Linked DNA regions of Mus musculus: regions 2, 3, 4, 5 and 6 are each linked to region 1. The links are chromatin contacts, called in public HiChIP or PLAC-seq and promoter capture Hi-C maps. All regions are on one chromosome and are shown on one strand. Each heading gives the region's core, a stretch centred on a gene start, on an enhancer-like site or on the middle of the called end of the contact. The rest is flanking DNA. Distances are from core to core; before and after follow the strand shown.

Region 1 (3,692 bases), core at 307-2,806:
ATTGAAGGAGGATGGGAGGAATAAGACACTGTCTTTGCAAAATACAAAACTAGGGGCTGGAGAGATGGCTCAGCGGTTAAGAGCACTTGCTGCTCTTCCAGAGGTCCTGAGTTCAATTTCCAGAAACCACATGAGGACTTACAATGACACATGGTGACTCACAACCAGAAGGGGATATGATGCCTTCTTCTAGCCTGTGGATGTTTATGCAGCAAAACAATAAATAAATAAATAAATAAATAAATACAAAAGTGTTCATGAGCCAAGGATTTCAGACATTTTCTAGAAACTGGAAAAAAGCAAGAGAAAGGACTTCTCTTCTAGAGCTTCCAGAAGAATCACAGCCTTAGTATAACTTGATTTTTAGTCCTTGGAATTTATCTTAGATTTCTGGCCTACAAAACTCTGATAGTGAATTTATGGCATTTAAGTCACTGAGTTTGTCATAGTTTTTGTAGCAGCAGTAGGAAAAAGACAACTGAGTTTTTTTTTTTCAAGATTTATTTATTATTATATATAAGTACACTGTAATTGTCTTCAGACAGCCCCAGAAGAGGGCATCAGATTTCATTACAGATGATTGTAAGCAACCATGTGGTTGCTGGGATTTGAACTCAGGACCTTCGGAAGAGCAGTCAGTGCTCTTAAAAGTTGAGCCATCTCTCCAGCCCCCTATTTTTCCCAATTTTAAGTTTTAGTATAACAAATACCAGTAGATATAACCATATAAGTTAAAGCTCTTTGAATTTTCAATAATTTTCTGAGGTCTTCAAGCCTCAACCTGCTATGGAGCTGTTACCCTAGGTGTAGCCACCACTACTAGTTCCTCAATAGAGTGTAAGAGTCCTGAAGCCAAAAATTGAACCGCCACTCTCTAAATGAGATTTGTGGGGTGTTTGTTTTTCTTGTTATTTTGGACTTTTCTCTTCCCTTTTCACCTTAATTTTTGCTTTTTTATTTTCGTTTTAAGTGTCTTTACACAATCCATGCTGGCTCAGCAGCAGAGCCTGTAATCCTTGTTATCATATCTATACTGGCAGTAAGGTCACTTGGAGTACAGGAGTCCCAAGTCACCTTCGGGATCTTGGAAGACCTTGTCTCAAAAATGGGGAAGTTGAGTTGGGGTATAGGGGAGGAGTGTAGCTCTCACTTTTAATCCCAGCAGCGGGTCTCTGTGAGTTCGAGGCCAGCTTAGGTCTATAGAGCTAGTTCCAGGTCAACCAGGGCTACATACATAAATCTAAAACAAAACAAAACAAAACAAAACACACAACAACAAACAAACAAACAAAACCCCCAAAACCTGTCTCAAACAAAACAAAAGCAAACAAACAAAAGTTTAGACAGTACCAACTCCTGCAAGTTTTTCTCTAACCCCCATAAGCACGCAGGGTCGTGCGCGAACCCAAACATAAAGGCAAAATAAGTAATTAAGAAGACGGTGGTTTAGGGCAGAAAGGCAAGGTTCAAAGAGCTCAACCTTGGCCACGCCTGTTCCCTTTAGTTCCGCCTCCTCCACGTTTCTTATCCTTTTGCTTTGTAACTTTGAGTCCACTGCGGCCACCGTAGGCAGGCTGCAAGATGGCGGCTTCCATCTTCACGGGCGCCGTGAGAGCTGCCTCAGGTCAGTGTTCTATTGACAGCTTCACTGAGAAGAGGGTCGGCGCGGGAGGGAGTGGGAATTTAGTTTGGATGTTAACGAGGAAAGAAAAACAAGATGACTTGAGGTCGGAGGTTTGCTGCGCGATACCTTGCACAGTGTAGTGCCCATGACCCGCGTTCACTGGATCCACCCTGCCCTAGGAAGCACACCCGAGACTGAGGTAGAGGAGGTGAGGGTGACACCCAAAAGTCCGCTTTTTTAAAAAATCTGATTTAGAGGTTCAACCACCTCTCTCAACTTTGACCTTGAGAGTCATATAATTTCTCTGAGTATTTTGGTTCTCTAGCGGTAAAATGGGGCTTCCTCCTACCTGTGGGTTAAACAAGTGTGTAAAGCATCGAGTATCTGGTCTCCTTGAGAACCGTGTGTAATTACCAGGAGCCTGGTCAAATTCGTTTTGAAGTACACCCCTCTGATGGTAGCGGGGCGGGCTTTAGGAGTGAAGGCAGAACCAGATAGGAAATTAAAAGTACTCAAGTATGATAGGGGTGATCAGTAAGCGACTTGCACACAACTTATACTGTAGAGATAACATTTGTGGAAAAATAGGCAGAGGACCAAGAGGGAAAAAAGTAACCATATAAAATTTCCAGGTATTAGAGCTTAAAAATGGAACTTTTGTGAGTTATGAAATGTGTATATAAAAAGTTTATATTAGGGGACATACGTGTAACTAACACCAGTTCAAGCCAAGCCCCTTTCCACCCCGTGCATTGCCCCGGTCATTATTCCCATAGCCACTTGAGCAACTATACCTTCATCTCTCAAAAGCATATTTTGTCTAGTTTTGAACTTTACATTAATTTATATACAATATGTCTAGTGTAATGTCTGGTTTTTATTTACTCCAGTGTGTGTGTGTGTGAACCCTTTTGATTTCTGACTGCTGTATCTTCTTTTCTTTTTTAAGATTTAAAAATTTTATTTATGTAAGTACACTGTCGCTCTCTTCAGACACACCTGAAGATCCCATTACAGGTGGTTGTGAGCCACTATGTAGTTGCTGGGAATTGAATTCAGGACCTTTGGAAGAGCAGTTGGTGCTTTTAACTGCTAAGCCATCTCTCTAACCCTCTTCCTACTCTTCTTCCTCCTCCTCTACCACCACTACCACCACCATCACAACCTTTAAATTCTTTTTTTTTTTTTTTTTAATGAGACAAGGCCTCATTATGGAGCCCAGTCTGGTCTTAAACTCTCAGTCCTCCTTAGCTTCCACATGCTGAGATTTTAGGTGCTTGGACTCCCAAACCTGCTTTTCTTCAGCACATCTTTATCTGGTGTTAGCATTGTTTCGATGTTTTCTTCAAGCTTAGGCCTCTTAATCATTTTAGTATATTATCTCATGTAATCCTCTCCATAATTAGCTAATTTAAAGTTGAGGAAATGAGCATAGAGAGGTTAAGGAAGTTGTTCCTGTTCACACCACTCGTTAGTAGGAGCTGAAATGAATACTAGTCTGGCTCAAACCTGTCCCTTACTCACCACACTGCCCCATTTGTTTGGTGAGATCAGTAGAGAAGACAGTGGAGTGGTCTAAGTCTTGCATCAGATTAGGTAGATGCAACTTGGTAGAGCTTTTGTTGTTGCTTTGAGGAAAGGTCTCACTATGCAGCCCAGGTTAACCAGGAACATGCTGTATTAATAGTCATGTCGGTCTGGTACTTGGGATTCTCTTGCCCTTGTCTCTGGAGTGCTGAGGTTGCAGGCATAGGACCCTACACCCAGATCAAATTGTTGCTGGTGTCTGTCTTTTTGAGATAGCATTTCCTGTAGCCCATGCTAGATGTGAACTCTGGTCTGCTTTAGCCTCTTGCACACGGAACTTACTAGCATATTACCAACATGCCAGGCTTGGCCTTTCCTTTTTTTTTTTTTTTGTTTGTTTGTTTGTTTTTTGTTTTTCTTAAAGCTAACTTCATTGAAATACAATTTAGTATATTTGTATTTGTGGCAATGTTTGTATATGTGGGCATATACACATGTGTGTGCATGCAGGCACATGTCTGAGATTGCTCTCAGGAGTAAT
Region 2 (3,692 bases), core at 736-3,235, 480 kb after region 1:
AAGTCCTGAAGAGTGTCATAGAGGAGCTGAGGAGGTTTCCCAAGAAAAAACAGAGGAAATCTCTTTGTCCTTTACCACCCAGAGAACCCAGGGCTGTGAACCCGGGGCTCTTTCTCTCTTTCTCTTTGACTAGGTGGTAGATTCGGAGCTGCTTCGCAGCCCACAAAAGCTGGGGAATCTCTTTCTGAAAACAAGCCGCCCACTTCCTATCGGCGCAGAGGGGCTGCTGTGGTTGGGGTTGAGTAAGGAGGAGAGAGAGGGCTGGTATCGGAGCCCCCTCTCCTCCTGCGGGTGGACCTGGGGGCAGCACACCTGCAGCTGCTCTTCTCTGAAGGAGGCCAAGGACAAAAGTGCTGTTTCTAGAACCTTCTACTTGGCATTGTCAATCTAGACCACCGCAGGGCAGAGAGGCAGACACTACCAATATTCCAGAACCCAGCTAACGGGGATTATGTCGTACATCCGTAACCATTTAGGATACAAGCAAAGGGCCTCCTGCGTTGTGGCCTCAGACATACTACAATATTTTTCATGCTACATTTGTGGAAGAATTACTTGTATTTTAGATATTGTAAAAGAAACTTTTTACGCACAGATCCACACAACCAGCTGCTCAAATACTAATTTTACTCATTTCTGCAATGTTCTTTGCTTGGGACTTTATTTTCATTTATTTTGAGATGAGGTCTCAAATTTATTGTGTAGCCAAAGATGACCTTAAACTTCTGATCCTCCTGCTTCTTCTATCTCTTGACTGCTGTGATCACAGGCAAGCACCACCACCCTGGGTTCGTGAGTTTTGTGCATGTCACTTAAGTAAGGGATTTACCATCTGAACCTCCCCACTTACACCCCCCCATTATGGTTTTCAAAGCAGAAATGGAAAGTCTCCAACATTGCTGCCAGGAACAACTGAAAGTAAATTCTTTTTTAAAGTTATTTTTATGTATATGGTCTTTTGTCTACATGAATGTCTGTGAACCACTTGCACACCTGGTGTTTGTGGAAGCCAGAAGAGGGCATTGGATCGCCTGGAACGCTATGGATTGATATGCTGGGAATTGAACCTGGGTCCTCCGGAAGAGCAGCCAGTGTTCTGAACCACTGAGCTATGTTCTTGAAGTAAATTCTTTCTTTTTCAACACAACATTCATATTGAGTCTTGCATCTTACACTGTCCTTCCCTTTCCTGACCCCACGCTTGTTACATCCCCCAGCAGACAGATGGACAGACAGGCAGGCAGGCAGGCAGACCCAAACAAAATAAAACAAAAGTCCAGTTTTTGTTGACTATATATTTACTCAGTGGGGCAGGGTCAGACCCTCAGTGGCTGCCCCCTAGTTGGAGCTGAATGCGTGTCCTCTGGAATCCCTGCTAGAAGACATCCACTGTGGAGGGGACACTCCAGCATCCTCATCTATCGCAGTTTTTAAGAGTTCTCTCTCGGAGTGAACACTTATAGGCCCCTTTATATGCATATATATCATATGCTTGCAGGCCTTGGTAGATTGCTAGGAAAAAATCCGATTTGTAGAACAATGGGCTGATATTTTCTTTTTCTTAAGTATTTTCTTACACACACACACACACGTGCACACACACACACACACACACACACACACACACTTTGAGACAAAGTCTCACATGTGGCCCTAATACATTTCTTAATAGCGGCATAAACTTACTTATAAAGCTGTACCACAATTTATCTACCTAGTTTCTCATCAATGCTACCTTTTTTTTTTTTTTTAACCATGCTGGATGTTGAACCCAGGGTTTTGAAGTTATTTTCTTGTTAAGCCTTTGAGTGTTTCCAATTTTACGCCACCAAGCCGAACCACAAGAATAATTCAATGTGTTTTTGTGTTTGGCAAGTAGCCTATTTAAAGTGAAGGCCAGGCCAGACATGATGTATATACTAAAGACCTTTATGCAGTAGTGACTGTATGCAGTAGTGACTGCTCAGTTCCCTCTTCTGTAAAGTAGTCAGGTGCCAAGTCTAGACCTCCTCACCACAGCCCCCGTCCCTTGGCAGCCAACTTTGATCCAGCTGTGCCATCTGAGCAGCTGCTGGCTTCATAGCACACAGCCAGTCCACTCCTGCCAGTCCAGCCCCCACGGAACTATAAGCAAGAAAATATAATTGCTGAGACAGAAGCAGGGAGATGCTCAAATTTCACAATCTGAGGTGGGACGAGCAACCCTGAGGTGAGGTGTGTTCTTCCTTCCTTCCGCTGTGGACAGGGTATGAGCCTTCAGGGGACAGAGGGTGCATTGCAGCCCAGGTTTCAGCCTTACCATTTACAGAGTGACTAGAGCAAGAGGCCATCTTGATCCTTTGCTATTTTCCCATCAGTCTTGAGATGTGGCCTGTCATTTGCAGAAAGCATTTGCTTCACTGGAGGACCTGCTGCAGCTACGCTGTCTGACTCCTATCCACCTCACCCAGTTCTGCCTCTGTTGCAGCTCAGATGCGGGAACAGGCTGTGATGCCCTTCCTCTGGAGGTATATTTCCTTCTGTGACTGTCAGAGACCTCAGAACACATCCCAGTTTTCCCTCACGCTTCTCTGATCTGACCTTGAAGAGCAGGCAGATGACCATGGCACATTGCTTCTGTGAATGCACAGGCCAGGTGTAATGGTTTTTGCCTTGCTGGTCATAGGCTGCTAGAGCCCAGTGAAGACAAATGGAGGGACATTTTAAAATGTAGGATTCTTCCTCTCCACTCTGACTCCAGCTCAGCAGTTGCAAATTTACGGACAACAACTGTGGTTTTACACTTTTGCTTTGGTACAAGGCTTTCTTCATTCAGGAGTCCTGAGGCTTAACCTTCGGGAACAAGGGCTGGAACAGGAATAGGGAGGGACATGTGGGGATGGGGTGATAGGTTCTTATGTCTCGAATCTGCAAAACCTGCGACCTACCAAAAGTTCCTCTCTGTGATTGTCAGCAGCATATGGTGTGTGCCTGGTCTTTCCCCCTTATCTTATTACAAAAGACAAAAACAAAAGACATTACCCCAATGAGGATGAAAGTTCTTTAAAACAGAGGAGAGGGGGAGGGGGAGGGGGAGGGGAGGGGGGAGGGGGAGGGGGAGAGGAAGAAGGAGAAGAAGAAGAAGAAGAAGAAGGAGGAGGAGGAGGAGGAGGAGGAGGAGGAGGAGGAGGAGGAGAAGAAGAAGAAGAAGAAGAAGAAGAAGAAGAAGAAGAAGAAGAAGAAGAAGAAGAAGAAGAAGAGGAAGAAGAGAAGAAGAAGAAGAAGAAGAAGAAGAAGAAGAAGAAGAAGAAGAAGAAGAAGAAGAAGAAGAAGAAGAAGAAGAAGAAGAAGAAGAAGAAGAAAAGAGGAGTTGGCCAGTGTCAGCTGGTAAGATGCCTCATCAGGTAAAGACACAAGTCTCATGACCTGAGTCTATGCCTGGAATCAAAGAGAAAGGAAAGAACCAACTTCTAGAAGTTGTTCTCTCTCTTTCACACACACACACACCACACATATTAATCTGCATGTGCATACAGATATTTTTTAAATTACCAAGTGTGGGGCTCACACCTTTAATCCCAGTGCCTGGGATCCAGAGGCAGGCAGATTTCTTTAAGTTTGAGGTTAGTCTTATTTATGTATTGAGTTTTAGGCAAGCCATAACTATCCCCTCCCCCCTAAAAGACAGACTTCAAGGTTCTCCAACGGCTAGA
Region 3 (3,692 bases), core at 875-3,374, 450 kb after region 1:
ACATTTTAAATTTGGTTTGGTGGCCTATGCCCGTTGTCCCAGCACTCCCAAAATGAAGGAAGGCAGAAGGATCAGATCAGAAGTTTGGGGTTATCCTAGGCTACCTAACTAGTTGTAGGATAGTCTAGACAACATGAAAGGAAACCCTTTCTTGGGAAGGGAGAGGCATTGTAAATGCAGATGTGAGTGTCTCTGGGAATCTGTTGACCTGGTTGGTGTAATCACCTGTATAGACTCAGAGGAGTGAATGGTTTGTGAGGTGGGATTAAGGCAAATCTCAAGCCAGTCATGGTTGTGACTCAGCCTTCTTGGGCCCTGGTCTCAGGGCTATGTAAACCCCTCCTTAGTGTGCTTAAGTTATCCTGGCTGTGCTAACTGCTGATTTGGCTGCTCTTGGGGATCCTGGAACAGGGCTCTGTTCTGAAAAGTTCCCAGAGGGTGGAAAGAGCAGTGGGGTGGTATACCTGTCTCCTGCCTTCAAGAAAGAACCCACTACACTGGTCCTATAGGTCAGCTGGAACGCCCTCCCCCTTTTCCCCAACCTAAAAGTAATCTCCCTGAAGGGCTGTCTGGAGCAGGCACAAAGTGCAGACTCCTCCTGGAGCACAAAGCAGTCTCTTGGCGGGGGTGGGGTGGGGGGGTGGGTGGGGGGCTGGATGGGGGGAACTCCCCAGAACTTACTGTGGTAGCAGATGAGAGTGATGATCAAGGACAGCAGAAGGGCCACGCAGATTCCGGCCAAGGGTGCCCAGATGTAAATATCACAGGCGAAGTCCAATCCGGTCCCCTTCACTGACAAGATCCGAATGAATGGAATTTAGAAACCCTCTGGGACAGCCCCCAACCCTGCCCCCAGCACGTCTCCCGGTCCAGGTCTCCCTCCAAGATCAGGATTTTCCACCCCAGGCTATCTGCTTATCTCAATCGCTTGAGAGCACCTAACCTGAGCCACGGGGCCGACAATCTTCTGGTCTCTGGGGCTGAGATGTCCCGGTAGGGTGCACAGGTGAGGGAGTTCGCAGCACTGGCTTGGTAGTAGTAGAGTTCACTGCAAAAGCAATAGGGTGCCTGCGGGTCAAGCTGGAATTGTGGATGCACCAGCCCCTTTCCACTTAGCCTTTACCCAAGAAGGAGCCGTTTCCTAGCTTTTAACTAGAGGAAGAAGGAACCCCTGGATACGTGCTGGGCTACTCCGCTGCTCGCACACGCGGAGCCAAGTGTGATTTGGGGCCAATGTGCCTAGATCAGATCCAGCAGCTAAGCGACTGCGGCCCTCCACCAACCCAAAGCTGGAGTCAATACCAAAATTCTATCCTGGAGCCAACAGGGGCAGGATCACACGTGCATCCAGACTCCAGCCCAGATCCAGGGCGTTTAAAAATCACTTCCAATCCCACCCAGCACCTCAGCCTCAACTTTTTGGTCTGTAAAATGGGGACAGTATAGAAATCACCTCCAAGAGGCCCCAAGAGATTTAAGAAGAGGGAATCTGCGTGAAACTTGTTCAGATGTGACCCCTAAAACCCAGGAGACGGGAACCTCCACTTCCAAACCTTTCTGAAGGACTGGCACGACAGAACTGAAGTACATCACCGAGTTGCTGATGACTGAGCAGAAATAGTAGCCTTCGTTTTCCTTGCTGAACTTGTTCAGGGTGAGAACGTACTTATTATTCGTGTCCCTCATGGCAGAAAACAGTTTCGACGAATTCAGCTTCTCGTCCCACGTTATCTTGTTGTGGGATGAAGCCATATAGACAACGAAGGTGGGCTGGGGGAGTTTGGAGCTGGAGTTCTGGAAGAGCCAAGAGCATCCTTGCGAAACGGACCCCAACACTTCACATACCAGGTCCACCTTCTGACCAAGTTCGGCGTCCATTTTCTTTGGAAAGATTCGGAGTTCGGGTGCCTGTGGCTTAGCTTCTCCACTCCCCAGGATAATCGACTCACCCAGCAGCAGCAGGTTCAGCGACAGAAAGCGGGTCAACGGTGAGGCCATGGTGTGCTCTCCACCAGCAAGCAGCTTAGGTCAAGCTAGGGCTCTAGGGGAGGGGCCCAGGAACAGGGCGGAGGAGGTGCGGTGGGGGAGGCGTGTAGGGTCGGGGAAACTGCTCCTTTAGCCAGCTGCAGACAGAGCTGATTTCCTATGTGAGGATATGATGTCACCCAAAGTCCCCACCAAAGAGTGTCAACCACCTTTTAGGGGCCTGGGAACTCAGAGTGAGAATGCACCCTTGCAGAGCAAGTGGGAGGAATTGAAAACTGAGATTTGGGGAAGAGAAAACACTTGGAAGGGACCCTTAGGAATTGTTCTTCTGCAAGAGTGGCTGAAAGAAGAAGGATAAAGATTAAATCTTAATAAAAAAAATATGAGAGTGACAGGACATGAAGGGAGAGGAGTGCCCACTCTCCCTTTTCTTTTTCTTGTAGATAGGTTCTTGGGTTCCCCAAGCTTGCTTCAGACTCACTTCATGGCAAAGGTTGGCCTTGAATTCTAGACCCTCCTGCCCTTCCACTTCTTTTGCTGGCAGTAGTGTCTTTTTGTGTTTTTGCTTCTTGTCTGGAGGTTGAGTGGAAAGAAAATGTACAGAGATTCCAGCAGAGCAGACCAGACACTAACCAGAAGGGACTTGCACCTCCCATCAAGGGGACTTGCAAGGGGGCAGTTCAATGGGAGCCTTGAGTGGCACTCTTAGCTGCTGACAATATCCTTCCCTGGCCTCCCACCCAGGGAGCAAAGCTCACCTCCCAGTCTCATCCCTTCTTAGAACCATGGCAACAGCCTCCACACCAAATGCTCGCCAACTGGATGATCCAGCTACACACTTTGACCCTCATTCTTATCCAGGGGATCTGACAGCATCACCCCATGGCCTGCACAGCTAGAGGAAAACACCTCTCTGACTTGGTTGGGGACTAGCCCTTGGATAGGTGCTGGCTCCACCCAAGCCACCATCCCTGGCTTTGCCATGTGCCCGCCTGCAGCCACTGCCTCATAGACAGACACTTCCCTGGTTACTTATTTCTACGTTTCTAAGGTCTTGCTGCTCTCTGCCTGGCAAATGCTGGGCCCCTGCCATCTGACTTGGGCCTTTGACTTTCTCTGTTGCTTGTATGCATGTGTGTGTCCTGGGTGAATCTTGGGTGCAGGCATTTACTCTTCTCTGTCCCTGGCACACATAGACTTCATTCTTTCTTGCCCACTGCAGTCCTGAAAGCTGCCAGTCTCAGGGATGTGCTTTCTTCTTGCTTGTATGTGGCTTGTACTTAGTGGGGTTTTCCACTTGGAACCCCATACAGGGTGTGCCTCCCACGTTACTGCTTCATTCTAGTTGGAGACAGGTTGCCTGGCAGTCTCTACCCCACATCTGAGTTCTGCCCAGTGGCACGCTGTTTACCATAACCGCCACAGTGCTGGGTATGGCCACCATGTCCAGTTTACACAAACAAGTGTGTTGTTGATGTTATATTCTTATTTGTGTTTACTGAACTGCACCCCTCTGAATAGGTTTGCCTTTTGTCATTGTTTATGTTTGATGACAAGATCTCAAATAGGCTGGCCTGGAACTTACGACATAGTTCAAGCAGGCCCTAGTTTCATGATAGTCCAATTGCATTAGTCTCCAGGGTGCTAGGATTACAAGCTTGAGCCACCAAGCTCTGTATATATACAAACAAGTATTGGGTGGGCTT
Region 4 (3,692 bases), core at 525-3,024, 420 kb after region 1:
CATTGCTTCTGCTTTCTCTTCAAGACCTGAAATTCTCTCTCTTCTGTGTCTTGTTCTGTTGGTGAGGCTTACCTATGAGGCTTTTATTTGACCTCCTAAATTTTTCATTTTCAATTTTGTCTGAGTTTTAGTTTTTTGTTTCTGCTTTCATGTCTTACAGTGTTTTTATTGTTTCATTCCACTCTTTGTGTTTCCATCGTCTTCACTGAGGCATTTCATACCTTCTTTTAACATACTATACTTGGTATTTTGAAGCTCCTATCTTCTGTGTCAGTTAAATTGCATTTCACAGGCCTACTGCAATAGATTTGTTTCTGGAGGAACAATCCAAATGTTTACTGTTTATATTTGTGTTTGGGGACTTGGATCTAGGTATCTGCAGTTAGGATATTTGAGGTGTTTCTTAGTATAGCTATCTGGTCTTGTCTTTTTTGGGGGGGTGGGTATCCCATGCTTTGGTTGGTGTTGCCCTGTCTGGATCCTAGTTAATTGTGCTGGTATATGATTACTGGCTGAGAGTGCTTTTGTGGGTTGGGTCAGCAGGACACAAAGATGGGATAAGAGGAAAGGCCGGGAGATACAGGCTCAGGACCCTGAGTACACACCAAGATTGCTGATAATACCTTTGAATGAACTGTTGGTGGTCTTTTTGTTTCCACAGTGATGTTAGGAAATTGCTAGCTCTTCCACTGAATTTGATTTGTGGTGTTTTCCATTTTTTGAATTTTAAAGACATTTGGATTATACTATTAATAGCTTCCCATTAAGTTTGTACTTGTAGGGCTGAGTATTGTTAGTCATTCCCAAGAGGGGGAAAAAAATAAGAAGAGTGGTGGAAGTCTTCCACAGGAATATTAGAAGGGAAGGGCATTTGTAGTCTTTAACATGCTGAAAATGGGTATAGTGGTGAGGGCTGTGAGCCTTGGCCAGATGCATTTTTACCAGAAATAGTACCCCATCCAAGTGGCAAATTTAGGAGAGAAGAGGGGAGAGCTAACCATGTGAGTAACATCATGTTATTATGTGTGTGTGTGTGTGTGTGTGTGTGTGTGTGTGTGATGGAAATTATATATACAGAGCCTTAAATATCCCAAACCTTTTCATAGTCTGAGCAGGGTAGAATGCTGCTGTTGGTGCTGTGTGAGTGTCAGTGTGGGCTACTACTGATTAGGTCACCAAGTACCATTATTGGGGGTGGGGGGTCTGATTATGAGAATCCCAAAATTCTTATTTAGAGATTGCAGTGGCTAAAGGGTTGTGATATCTACATATCCTTTGGCAACAGCAAAGTGATGCTAATCTGTGCCCTCTCCCTATTAGGAACCTGTAGTATAAAGTAAAAACCAAGGCAGAGTAGCTTTTGTCTCTTTCAATTTGAATTGAACTGTGAGCAAAAAGCTGACCAGCCCTCAGCTGCATGTGTCCCAAGAGACCTGTGAGTGCTCCAACACAAAATCTGAACTTCCTTAAAGCCTGCAGTCCACTCCTGGGCATATACACAAAGAACCCTGTGTTGCAGGGTGATCTGCACCCCAAGTTATCACTGTAGCTAGGAAATAAAACCAACCTAGTCCAGCAGATAAATGGACCATGATAGTATGTTACATATATAATGTGTAACATTATTCCGCTCTAAAGAAAAGTGAAATTATGAAATTTAAAGGGAAATGCATGAACTTAGAATATATATTAAATATGATCAGCCAGTTTCAGAAAACAAAACATACACTATTTCCCATCCTGCTGATTCTTTAGCATGAACTTTAAATATGACACCATCATGTCACAAAGTCAAGAGGGTGAGTGTACTTGGGTGACATATTTACTTCTGCTTTGTATAAAAGCCTTTACTTTTATTTTTAAAAAAAATTATTTCCTTAATGTGCAGCCTAAATGTTAAAGTTGGTTGAGTCATCGGGAGAAGACTGTAATCTCAGGTCTAGGATCTGGAAAAACATTGTTGGGTTTTTTTTGTTTGTTTTGTTTGTTGTTTGTTTTTGTTTCATCCACTCAAATTGTCATTCATTTATTAGTGTTAGGTGACTTGAGCAAGCTAGTGATAGGGACAAGAGTACTGTTGGGAAATTATTAGATAAGGAAGGTGCTATTGGGTACAATGGAGGAAGAGTTACTCGTATTTTATGTCACCTTTACTTTGTTCTCCCTTCCCCATGTGCCAGGGATCAAGGCAGAGGCCTTGTACATGCTGGGCAAGCGCTCCACCACAGAATATATTCCCAGCTCGGCTTGCTCACATTTTATATTCATACCTGGTTCATGTTCAAGTGGTCCTTGGTGAATTGGGTTAGCTGAAAAATGTCCAAATAAAAGTCAATTAAAGGATAGGCTTTATAGTTGAATATCAAAATGAAGCTTTCTTATCACATTTGTAAAATTTGACTTTAACAGCTGATAAAGTTAAAGTTAAAGATGAATTAGTCCCTCCTTGTGCAGCTGCTGCCTGATCACTCATGGCACTTCAGAGTTTCAGAACAGAACATTATTTCCCTGTGTATAGATATAGTGATAGTATAGCTATACAAATCTTTTTGTCATGAGAGCACATAGTGTATGTATGCTTTTTTTTATCTTCTCAAAGTACTGGGACTCAGTGGTGAGCACTTGTCGCACTTCCAGAAGACCTGGGCTTTGTTCCCAGCACTCACATGATAGATCAAAACTATAACCCCAGTGCAAGGGACCCCAGTGCTCTCCTGTGGCCTTTGAGGGTACGCGACATGCACACGTGCATAATACATGGGACAACACACAAACACACATAAAAGTAAATCCTAAAAAAGACTGGGAACCTTGAGAAATATCTATGGTTTCTGGGTTTGTTTCTTTGGTGTATTTTGTTGTTGCAGTGCTGGGGGTTGAACCCAGGACCCTTTTATTTGTGTAAACAACCACCCCATCACTGAGCTGCATCCACAGCCTCAATGTTTGCAGGTTCTTAATGCTAGACAGAGTAGAGATTCCAGGCCTGTGAAGTAGTGAAGCAGGTAAAGGTGCCTGCACCAAGCCTTGCTTGAGTTCATGGCTGTCCTCCAGCTTCCCGGGAAGGTTATGATGTGAGTAAAGAACGGAAGCGTAAGAAATGGAAGCGTGTAATTTAAAAAGTAAGGGGCTCCCTTCAGAATTTTGGCTAATTTACAAATATGCTTGCTTAATAGGAAGAAGGGTGGCTATAAGTGATTTAGGTGTGAATCTCAAGGCTTACACTCCAGAGTGTGGCCCCCTTCAAATCCAAGTGTATTATGTGACATACCAGAGCCATTCACTGTAATACCTTAGTGAAGAAGTAATTATCATCTAATATAATTTCCTTTGTGTTTGCATCTCCTAATGGTTGATATTACCACAACCTCCCACAAGAGGGCAAACTAGACCCTCTTATGCTAGATGTCAACCAGTTTTTAAAGCATCCTACTCATGTCCTTGATTACCCTTGACACATTTTTCTGTTGCCTTAGGTGGGCAGTATCAAACCGAGAAATGCTCATAGCCCAAAACAGTTCCTTGGAATTTAAGCTACACCGACTGTATTTTATTAGCTTGTTAATGGGTGGAACTACAAATCAGCGAGAAGCCTTACAATATGCGAAAAATTTCCAGCCATTTGCCCTAAATCATCAAAAAGGTGAGTCTGGAATCAGACTGCTGTTTTCCTTTGTTCTTTGGGGAGGGAG
Region 5 (3,692 bases), core at 464-2,963, 400 kb after region 1:
ATCAATGGGAGGAGAGGCCCTTGGTCTTGTGAAGATCATATGCCCCAGTACAGAGGAATGCCAGGGCCAGGAAGAGGGAGTGGATGGGTTGGGGAGCAGGGCAGGGGGAGGGTATAGGGGACTTTGGGGATAGCATTTGAAATGTAAATGAAGAAAATATCTAATTAAAAATGCCTTAAAAAAGAGAATAATTTTAGTAACTGATTTCTTATCCTTTATTAATGAGGAAACATTTACTTTTGGAAGAATAAATAACCCAATGTTTGCTTGAGTTACTTACTGTTATTTAAAACATTATTCTGGGCCTGGGGGTGGGGTTGCAAGCTCAGCGTCAAATGGCATGTTGAGCATAGGCACAGTTCAAAGTCAACCCAGTATGAAAGCATGCATAGATAGATGCATATAATTATGAATATTCTTATTACTACAGAATTTCTGGTAATGTGCCATTAATGATAGTTGAGGTTTTAGAGATATTGAAAATATACATAATGATGAGGTGGGAGTGTAAAAAACAAAGCAGATAAATTTCAAAGGATAAGAAGATTTCAATTTGTAAATAAGTCCTACTAATCAATAACAAAAGAGATCCATTTTTTAAAACAATACAAATTCTAAACAAAGAAATAAAATAGGTCAGGATTATAAAAGAAGGGTCCTTTTGGTATTAATAAACAATGAAATTATGAAGAAAAAAAGTTTTAACTGTGTTGCCCAAACTGGTTTTCTGCCACTAGGTGGGGCAGCTACATTGGAGAAGCAAAATGCTGATGTTAAAGAATGATACTATCAAAAGTTAAGTAGCTAATATTTTTTTAAATAACTAAGGTAATTATTTGAATTCTATGTCAGTATAACTACTTTCAAGAATAGATAAAAGACAATGCAGCAATTAAATCCCGTGCTTAGCTTACAGCGACGGTTGAGATGAATTGGGTGAAGCTGAATACAGACTGACTTTAAAGTCAGTGTGTGGTGAATGCATCCTTCTGTGGTAGAGAAATGTTATTAAAAAGAGAAAAAAAGGCATTAAGAAGAGTAGATGATTGTCTCCGATTAAGAAGAAAAAGCTAAATTGAGTTCTGAAGAACAAATGTAATTTTTTTTTTATATTGGAAAGTACTTTTTAAGTTAGTGAAAGGGAATTGGTAGCTGACATAAATATATAGGATATAAAGAGAAAATGGTGATTAAAAGGCAAGGAAGGCATTCCCTAAGAATGAAATAAAACATACCAAACTACTCTCCACCCCAAATAACTAAGAGTAATAAAAAAAAAAAAAAATGCAGCCTGCCATGGTGAACCTTATTTAGGTGCAGTAAAGTGTAAAGTAGCTTGACCTTCGTGGTCAGGATGGAAGGTCTTTCTTTTGAAATTGCATGGATATCAGTAGGAGCTGCTATAGTCTCTCTTTCTTGTCTACTTGGGTCATAGTACTTTTCTGAGGATGGACCTTTCCCAATCAGATGTGTGCACTGTGCCCCAGACATTTTCCAGTTTTCCCCCAGGTGTGTATGTGAGGGGGCGGGGTAGTTGTTTATTAGAGCCTTAGGGAAGGGAGTGAGCTGGCTAGTTTTATGTCAGCTTGACCCAAGCTGTGGTCATCTGAGAGGAGGGAACCTCAACTTAGTAAATGCCTCCATAAGATCAAGCAGCAGGCAAGCCTGCTGGGCATTTCTTAATTAATGATTAATGGAGGAGGGAACAGCATATGGTGAGTGGCTGTGCCGGTTGAGCAAGCCGTGCAGAGCAAGCATCAGCTCCTGCCTTCCAGTTCCTACCCTGTTTTGAGTTCCTGTCCTGACTGCCTTTGATGGCACACTATGATGTGAAGATGTAAGCCAAATAAACCCTTTCCTCCCCTAAGTTGCTTTGGTCATGGTGTTCCCTAACAACAATATTAACCCTAGTTAGAACAGGGAATCTGGGAGTGTATGAGGTCGGAAGGTGTCCTAGGAGTGGGGTAGTGGTTCTGGAAGGAATCTGGTCTGAGGTGGGAGACAAAGCACAGGTGCCAAGAGAGGAGGGAGCATCTCTGAAGCATTATCCCCCTGCCCACCACTTTCCTTAAAACCAGCTTGCTTGAGTGAAAAGAACTACTCCCTATAAGAACCCAGCATCCTAACAGCTAGATGATCTGTGGTTCCTTGCTTACTGAACATAAGCACTGGTGTGGAACCACACTGCCTCTGCCCCTCATAGCCTGAACACCATTTTCCGTACAGAAGCTGAGTGGAGTTTTGCCTTCTCTGCCATCTGTTTTATATCTGCTCTAGGTTATAAGCCTTACGTTTTTTTGTTTTTGTTTTTAAAATAAAATTGTTTCAAACTGAATGAAGCTACATTAATTAAATGATAACTGTTTATTAAACTATAGTGCCGACCACAAAAGAAAGCCTAGTAGTCGGGGCTCATAGATTAGGGCCAGAAGATTTCTCTGGACTGGTGTATTCCCACTTCATGTGATCACGAAGGTAGAAGATGGAATACTGGGCTTGGTCCAGCACCTGTGGCACATTAGGCCAAAAAGCACAAAAAGACCTATACATTAAGTTGTGCAAATAAATCTGGGCTGTGACTGGATTCAAGTGGTGTGTGCACGCATTTATTACCACACCCAGTTTAAGTGATTTTGAATTAAGGAATTTGTTGTGGCGTTTTGTGTTTTTGAGACACGGTTTCTCTCTATAGCCTTAGCTATCCTGGAATTCACTCTATAGACCTGGCTAGCCTCAAACTCTGAGCCACCTGCTGGGATTAAAGGTGGGTACCATCACCACTTAGTGAATTTGTTGGTTTTTTATGTGCTTGTTTTGTTTGCATTTTCTAATGGCTCAGCAGAAAAACAAAGTGCAAAGTGAGCAAGACTAGTGACCTGAGTTTGATCCCTAGAACTCGTGGTGAAGGAGAGAACTGGATGTGCCGTGGTGAGAAATTATCCGCCTGTTTTTACAGTCACACCATATACACATAACAACACTGATAAAACTTTAATAAAAATTTGTGCTTCTAGTGGAGATTATCTTACATGTGGCATCAGAATCGGCGGCGGAAAGGACTGACTCACCTTTTGCAGGTTAAATATTTACTTTGGATGAATATTGGTAGAACACTTTGTGCATTGTTTACATCTTCTTGAATAATGGTTTAATTTGAATCCCAGCAACTTCAGTCCTAGGTATGATGTGAAAACTGAGGTTTATGTTAGAGCCAGAGAGCAAATGGGGAAAACTGATACTAAAACCTAGAGCTGAGATTTTAAGGAACCTTCTCAAGTAGAATTCCTTGGGAATTGGTGTCTTTGGAGGATCTGCAGTATGCACAGGAGTCTTTCTCCTTTCCTTGTAAAATGGGAAAGTATGTTTGCCATCTTTGGGAGAATAAGTCACTGGCATTGCTCTGCTCTGTCCTATCCTTGTTCTCTGTCCTTGAGGGAGATAGGGAAGCGACAGACAGGTTGTGGAGCATGTTATCTTTGTAAGTGTGCAGCCTGTGGTGTGGCTTAGTATGTCTTTATGTTTATAAAGTAAAAGCTTAGCAGTTTGAACCTGTCTTTCTCTTAACTTCAAATACCAAAGCAGAGGTGTGAGTATTGTACAGAGGAGGTAATAGGATGTCAAAAAAGATAGTGTTGGCATCTAGAGTCCACCTACGCTTCTGCTTCTGCTACACTACCAGGCTCATTTCCCAG
Region 6 (3,692 bases), core at 653-3,152, 300 kb before region 1:
CGTGAAATTTCTGAAAAACAATTCATTTAAAACTTGTATCACAGGATTGATAGTTAAAACTCTACGCATAGGTAACCTAAAGGGACCATGTGGCATGATGTCATTTCGTGATATAGCAACATGTGGTTTGCCACCATCTTAGCTGCTGTTCCGCATCGGGAAGGAGGCAGCCTCTTGGCTGGCAGCCATCTTTGTTAGGGATGCAGCGGGTGAATGTCATGTGACTTCACCACCACCAATGTTGATTAAAGGTGAGCGCATGGTATAAAATCAAGGAGGCAACAGGGTCTCAGATTTTGGACTACGGTGGATTTTTATATAATGATTTCTGTCCTGAAAACAAAGTCATAAAAACAAGGTTTATGAAAGACAGGATTTAAAAACAATGTTTGTTTAATATGGTCTTAACGCTTTATCTCCATGCATTTATATACAAGAACATACCTTGTGGAACAGCCAATCTTTGTGATATAAGAGTCACCTGGGTGGTACTGGTTTTAAAGGCATGAAGTAGCCATGGAGAATAGCTGAGGCTTGGCACTGTGTGGCAGGGCTGGTGCCGTATGACAGCCCCCAGAAACAGCAGCTGCTATGAAATGGAGCCAGCTGGCACCTGGAAGGCAGGCTGGGTATAATGCTGAGGACAGGGCCACAGAGGTGACCCAGGCCCCACTGGGAATCCCAGAGGACGGTGAGTGAATCCCAGGTACTGAGCACTGAGTTGTCGGTACTGTTGGAGCTCGGCTTTGTCTTGTTCAGATTATGGTTTTGCTCTGGGTTTTTCCCCCTCTTCAAATAAAAAAAGGTACTTTGTTATTATTATTATTATTATTTACTGTTATAGGAGCACACAATTGAGAGATTTTAAAGCTTCTTTAAGAGAAAATTTTGGAGTTTTACAGATATTTTAAAATTAGAAAAGTGGATATTTTTAAAAGAACAGCTTTTAAAATATTTAAATGTATAAGGCTATGGGATACTTTAAATTTATAGAATGTTTTATATTATTAATATCTGGCCTTAAAAAATAGATAAGAGGCTAAAAAATTAGGGCCACAGCTATGAGCACCAAACGCTAAACACCAAAACCTTAAGTATTCCTCTCTTTTGGAGCAACAAGACAACGACCTGAAGAATCTGACTAAGAACTGGATGGATGTCTCTCCTTACCTAAGGCCGGCTCAGGCTGGAAGAGGCTGGCTTGGGAATGTATGTCTCCCTTCCTCGTCTTGGCTAACTTCGTTAGGCTTTAGCTATTGTGATAATCTGAGTAATATAAGAAACTAATATTCTATAGTGGTACACTGTAAAAGGCTCAGCAAAGTTCCCAGTATCTATGTGGACTGTGTTTATGAGTTACAGTTTTATTTTGATACCAAAGAGCTTCAGTTCCTTCAGAAATGATTGTTTTTTTTTAATTCAAACTTCACAAAAATAAAGCTGTAAAATCCTAGTCTTATAAAAGCTGCTAAGCCATAGTTAAGACATGCAAGTTAACAGTCACAGAGTAAATGATCAAATTCCATAATGTGTTCAGAACCTCACTTGTAGTCATGCTGAGTGCTAATATCATTAATTATAGAAATAAGCTTTATTTACTTTTTTTTTTGTTTTTTGGTTTTTTGGTTTTTTGAGACAGGTTTCTCTGTATAGCCCTGGCTGTCCTGGAACTCAGAAATCTGCCTGCCTCTGTCTCCCGAGTGCCGGGATTAAAGGCGGCACCCCCTGGCTATTTACTTTTCAAGGTTAAGCCTAAAGCAAGTAACTAAAAGCAAGCAAAGTTTATTACTTTGTATATACTTAATAGATATTGGTCCTTAAGACTTTCTAAAGGTCTGCTGAATTTGGAATTTAGAATGTTTAATGTAAAAGAGCTTACCATGACAGAGACCCCAGCTCCTAGTAGTAGAAGCCAGATGAAGGCTTCTAAACATGACACCTTCATCTGGATTCTGGTAACCTTAACCACTGGGCATAACTGCCTCATGCCTCGTCTGCCATCAAACCCGGCCACTGTTGAGTTGATTGCTGTACTCTTGCCTGGTCAAAGTAAGGTCAGTTGGGAACAGAACTCAAGTCCATTGAAAGAACCACAGGGTAAGGTCAGTCCCCACAAAGTTCCTCACCTGTCCTCCACATAAAATTCTCTCAGATCTTCTGGGCCTGGTGACTGAAGACCAATGCTGGCCTGAGACCTCCACCTCCCCCCAAGCCATCGTAGCCACAGAGCCTAGGGTGATCATCTCGATAATGAGTAAGTCTCTGTCATTTTAATCAGAACATAAGCCATTTGGATACTTTCTGCTACAATGTATCCTTCTCGGATCTCTGCTGGCATTGATGGCTAGGCTAACTGTAGCTCTGTCAGTTTAACGGCAGCAGGCAACGGGCTCCTCCCTGCAAGGCTGCAGCTGCCTAGATAGTTCACATCATATGTAAAAACTAGGCCTTGCTGTTTCTAAAGCTACTAAGTCTCCAGTTGAGAAAGGTAGATGGGGTTTCCTTGCCAACAGGCTTCATATTAAAGGACAAACAGGTTTCTGATGTAGCTATTTACTGTTCTTTTACTCAAAGCACTTGCTTTGCAATGGCTGCTCTCAGCAAAAACCATTTGTGCCTCTAGTAAATGACTAGATGGATAAACGGTTTAAAGTCTATGTAAGTTCTGAGGGTCTAAGATAGTGTTCTAAGGTGCAGAGAGGTCTGAGAACGTGAAGGCTTAAGTTCAGAGGATCTAAGAAAGTGACTTATGGCGTTCGTTGTAAAGGTTTAAGAGAATGATTTAAGGTATATGAAAAATGGGAGTTTCATATTTCTTTACCTCTCTGTTCTTGTTATACTAAGATTTCAAAAGTTCAGAGTTTTAACACTGATCAGTGGAATTCTGACAGATGGTAGAGCACTGATTGTTATTATAGTCACAAGGAAAAGAGTTTAAATTTTATTTGGTTGTCTTCTAAGTATAGACTTAACGGTGCTTCTCACTGGCTAAAATTGTCTCTGTCAAATCTATATGTCCATCCCACTGGACAGAGGAGAAATAAATGTTCATCTTTTTTAACCTGAAGCCATAGCTTTTGCTGATTCAAAGGTGGGATTCTACTCCAGCTGTCTTACAGACACCTGCTTGCTGCTTTTCCCACAATGTAGATCACTACAGATTACACACAGTGACAATGCTTATATATCTAAAACTTTTCTCTCTTTAAGTAGACTAAAAAATCCTGTAAGCTCAGGGAGTCTGAGTCCTAAGACTTGAATCCACCTCCCACAGGTCAAAAGGACTCCAGATAAGAACCACCTAAGTCCCCACACCTATCCCTGAGGACGAGGTCTCTCTCTCTCCTTCTCTCCCTCTCTCCCTGCTTCCCCTATCTCTGTCTTGAGACTCTCTCCTTCCCAATTACCAGGACTATAGGCCTAAAAGTTCCACGTGTAAGATTTTCCTTAAACTTTAACTTCTGTCCCTAGCTTGTATCTGTCTCAGCAGATTTCCACTGAGACAGATTTCAGATGACAGGCACCACCCAGGAATCAGCTGCAGACTACAGACTGATCCAGATGGCTTGGAGCCCTGGACTTGCCGAAAGCTGACATGGACCAAGCCAGCTGATTCGGATTGCTCCCTGTCTCTCCAGCTGGGTCAGCTCACCAGATGCTTCTAATGAATGCTCCATTTCCTGAATCTGAGG

What was found. Promoter capture Hi-C pulls out the DNA fragments that hold promoters and counts their contacts. HiChIP or PLAC-seq counts read pairs in DNA pulled down with a chosen protein or histone mark.
Region 2: a contact with region 1 is called in an H3K27ac HiChIP or PLAC-seq map of double positive thymocytes, with 6 times the contacts expected there. The contact joins the enhancer-like site here to the promoter of Mrpl35 in region 1. A contact is called at or near these places in 3 of 39 promoter capture datasets (hippocampal neurons, liver and stem cell-derived epiblast-like cells), 1 of 115 datasets of contacts at active chromatin or transcription factors (double positive thymocytes) and 1 of 9 other capture datasets (macrophages).
Region 3: a contact with region 1 is called in a promoter capture Hi-C map of hippocampal neurons, with 3 times the contacts expected there. The contact joins the promoter of Cd8a here to the promoter of Mrpl35 in region 1. A contact is called at or near these places in 4 of 39 promoter capture datasets (the HPC-7 cell line, cranial neural crest, hippocampal neurons and 1 more), 1 of 484 Hi-C or Micro-C datasets (stem cell-derived primordial germ cell-like cells) and 4 of 115 datasets of contacts at active chromatin or transcription factors (effector CD8 T cells and embryonic stem cells).
Region 4: a contact with region 1 is called in an H3K4me3 HiChIP or PLAC-seq map of bone marrow-derived macrophages, with 3 times the contacts expected there. The contact joins the enhancer-like site here to the promoter of Mrpl35 in region 1. A contact is called at or near these places in 10 of 39 promoter capture datasets (the 3T3-L1 cell line, the HPC-7 cell line, HPC-7-derived erythroid cells and 6 more), 3 of 484 Hi-C or Micro-C datasets (B cells, the HPC-5 cell line and stem cell-derived primordial germ cell-like cells), 10 of 115 datasets of contacts at active chromatin or transcription factors (the 230-238 cell line, the SCID.adh cell line, bone marrow-derived macrophages and 4 more) and 2 of 9 other capture datasets (adipose tissue and macrophages).
Region 5: a promoter capture Hi-C map of liver shows a contact between it and region 1, with 2.8 times the contacts expected there. The contact joins the enhancer-like site here to the promoter of Mrpl35 in region 1. A contact is called at or near these places in 19 of 39 promoter capture datasets (the 3T3-L1 cell line, 3T3-L1-derived adipocytes, the C10 cell line and 13 more), 15 of 484 Hi-C or Micro-C datasets (B cells, the C2C12 cell line, CD4 T cells and 11 more), 10 of 115 datasets of contacts at active chromatin or transcription factors (the 230-238 cell line, the SCID.adh cell line, cardiomyocytes and 5 more) and 4 of 9 other capture datasets (adipose tissue, embryonic stem cells, liver and 1 more).
Region 6: a contact with region 1 is called in a promoter capture Hi-C map of hippocampal neurons, with 4 times the contacts expected there. The contact joins the promoter of 4933431G14Rik here to the promoter of Mrpl35 in region 1. A contact is called at or near these places in 5 of 39 promoter capture datasets (hippocampal neurons, liver, neutrophils and 1 more), 1 of 484 Hi-C or Micro-C datasets (the G1E-ER4 cell line), 1 of 115 datasets of contacts at active chromatin or transcription factors (extraembryonic endoderm stem cells) and 3 of 9 other capture datasets (liver, macrophages and pancreatic islet).

The regions. Positions count from the first base shown.
Region 1 is chr6:71,821,648-71,825,339 of GRCm38.p6, reverse strand. Mrpl35 (mitochondrial ribosomal protein L35) reads left to right here and starts at 1,556. Exons shown (of 4, transcript NM_025430.3): 1 at 1,556-1,624. The coding sequence starts at 1,582.
Region 2 is chr6:71,337,929-71,341,620 of GRCm38.p6, reverse strand. No RefSeq gene overlaps it. Among named protein-coding and RNA genes, the nearest start is that of Cd8b1, 17 kb to the right of the region's middle. RefSeq lists enhancers at 1-3,573, 3,568-3,692, 3,568-3,692. Within about 2 kb of position 1,985, at least 11 of the 459 cell types and tissues checked have an H3K27ac peak or open chromatin away from gene starts, as enhancers often do. A contact at or near this core is called in double positive thymocytes, where this site is marked.
Region 3 is chr6:71,371,859-71,375,550 of GRCm38.p6, reverse strand. Cd8a (CD8 antigen, alpha chain) reads right to left here and starts at 2,124. Exons shown (of 5, transcript NM_001081110.2): 1 at 1,554-2,124; 2 at 944-1,048; 3 at 682-792. The coding sequence starts at 1,998. RefSeq lists a cis regulatory region at 3,641-3,692.
Region 4 is chr6:71,399,078-71,402,769 of GRCm38.p6, reverse strand. It overlaps Rmnd5a (required for meiotic nuclear division 5 homolog A), which reads left to right. Exons shown (of 9, transcript NM_024288.2): 5 at 3,477-3,643. Among named protein-coding and RNA genes, the nearest start is that of Cd8a, 27 kb to the right of the region's middle. Within about 2 kb of position 1,774, at least 8 of the 459 cell types and tissues checked have an H3K27ac peak or open chromatin away from gene starts, as enhancers often do. A contact at or near this core is called in B cells and bone marrow-derived macrophages, where this site is marked.
Region 5 is chr6:71,420,357-71,424,048 of GRCm38.p6, reverse strand. The region is part of intron 2 of Rmnd5a (required for meiotic nuclear division 5 homolog A); the gene reads left to right. Among named protein-coding and RNA genes, the nearest start is that of Rmnd5a, 18 kb to the left of the region's middle. Within about 2 kb of position 1,713, at least 18 of the 459 cell types and tissues checked have an H3K27ac peak or open chromatin away from gene starts, as enhancers often do. A contact at or near this core is called in liver and pancreatic cancer cells, where this site is marked.
Region 6 is chr6:72,121,407-72,125,098 of GRCm38.p6, reverse strand. 4933431G14Rik (RIKEN cDNA 4933431G14 gene) reads left to right here and starts at 1,902. Exons shown (of 3, transcript NR_045165.1): 1 at 1,902-2,054; 2 at 2,153-2,254; 3 at 3,472-3,692. The region is part of intron 1 of St3gal5 (ST3 beta-galactoside alpha-2,3-sialyltransferase 5); the gene reads right to left.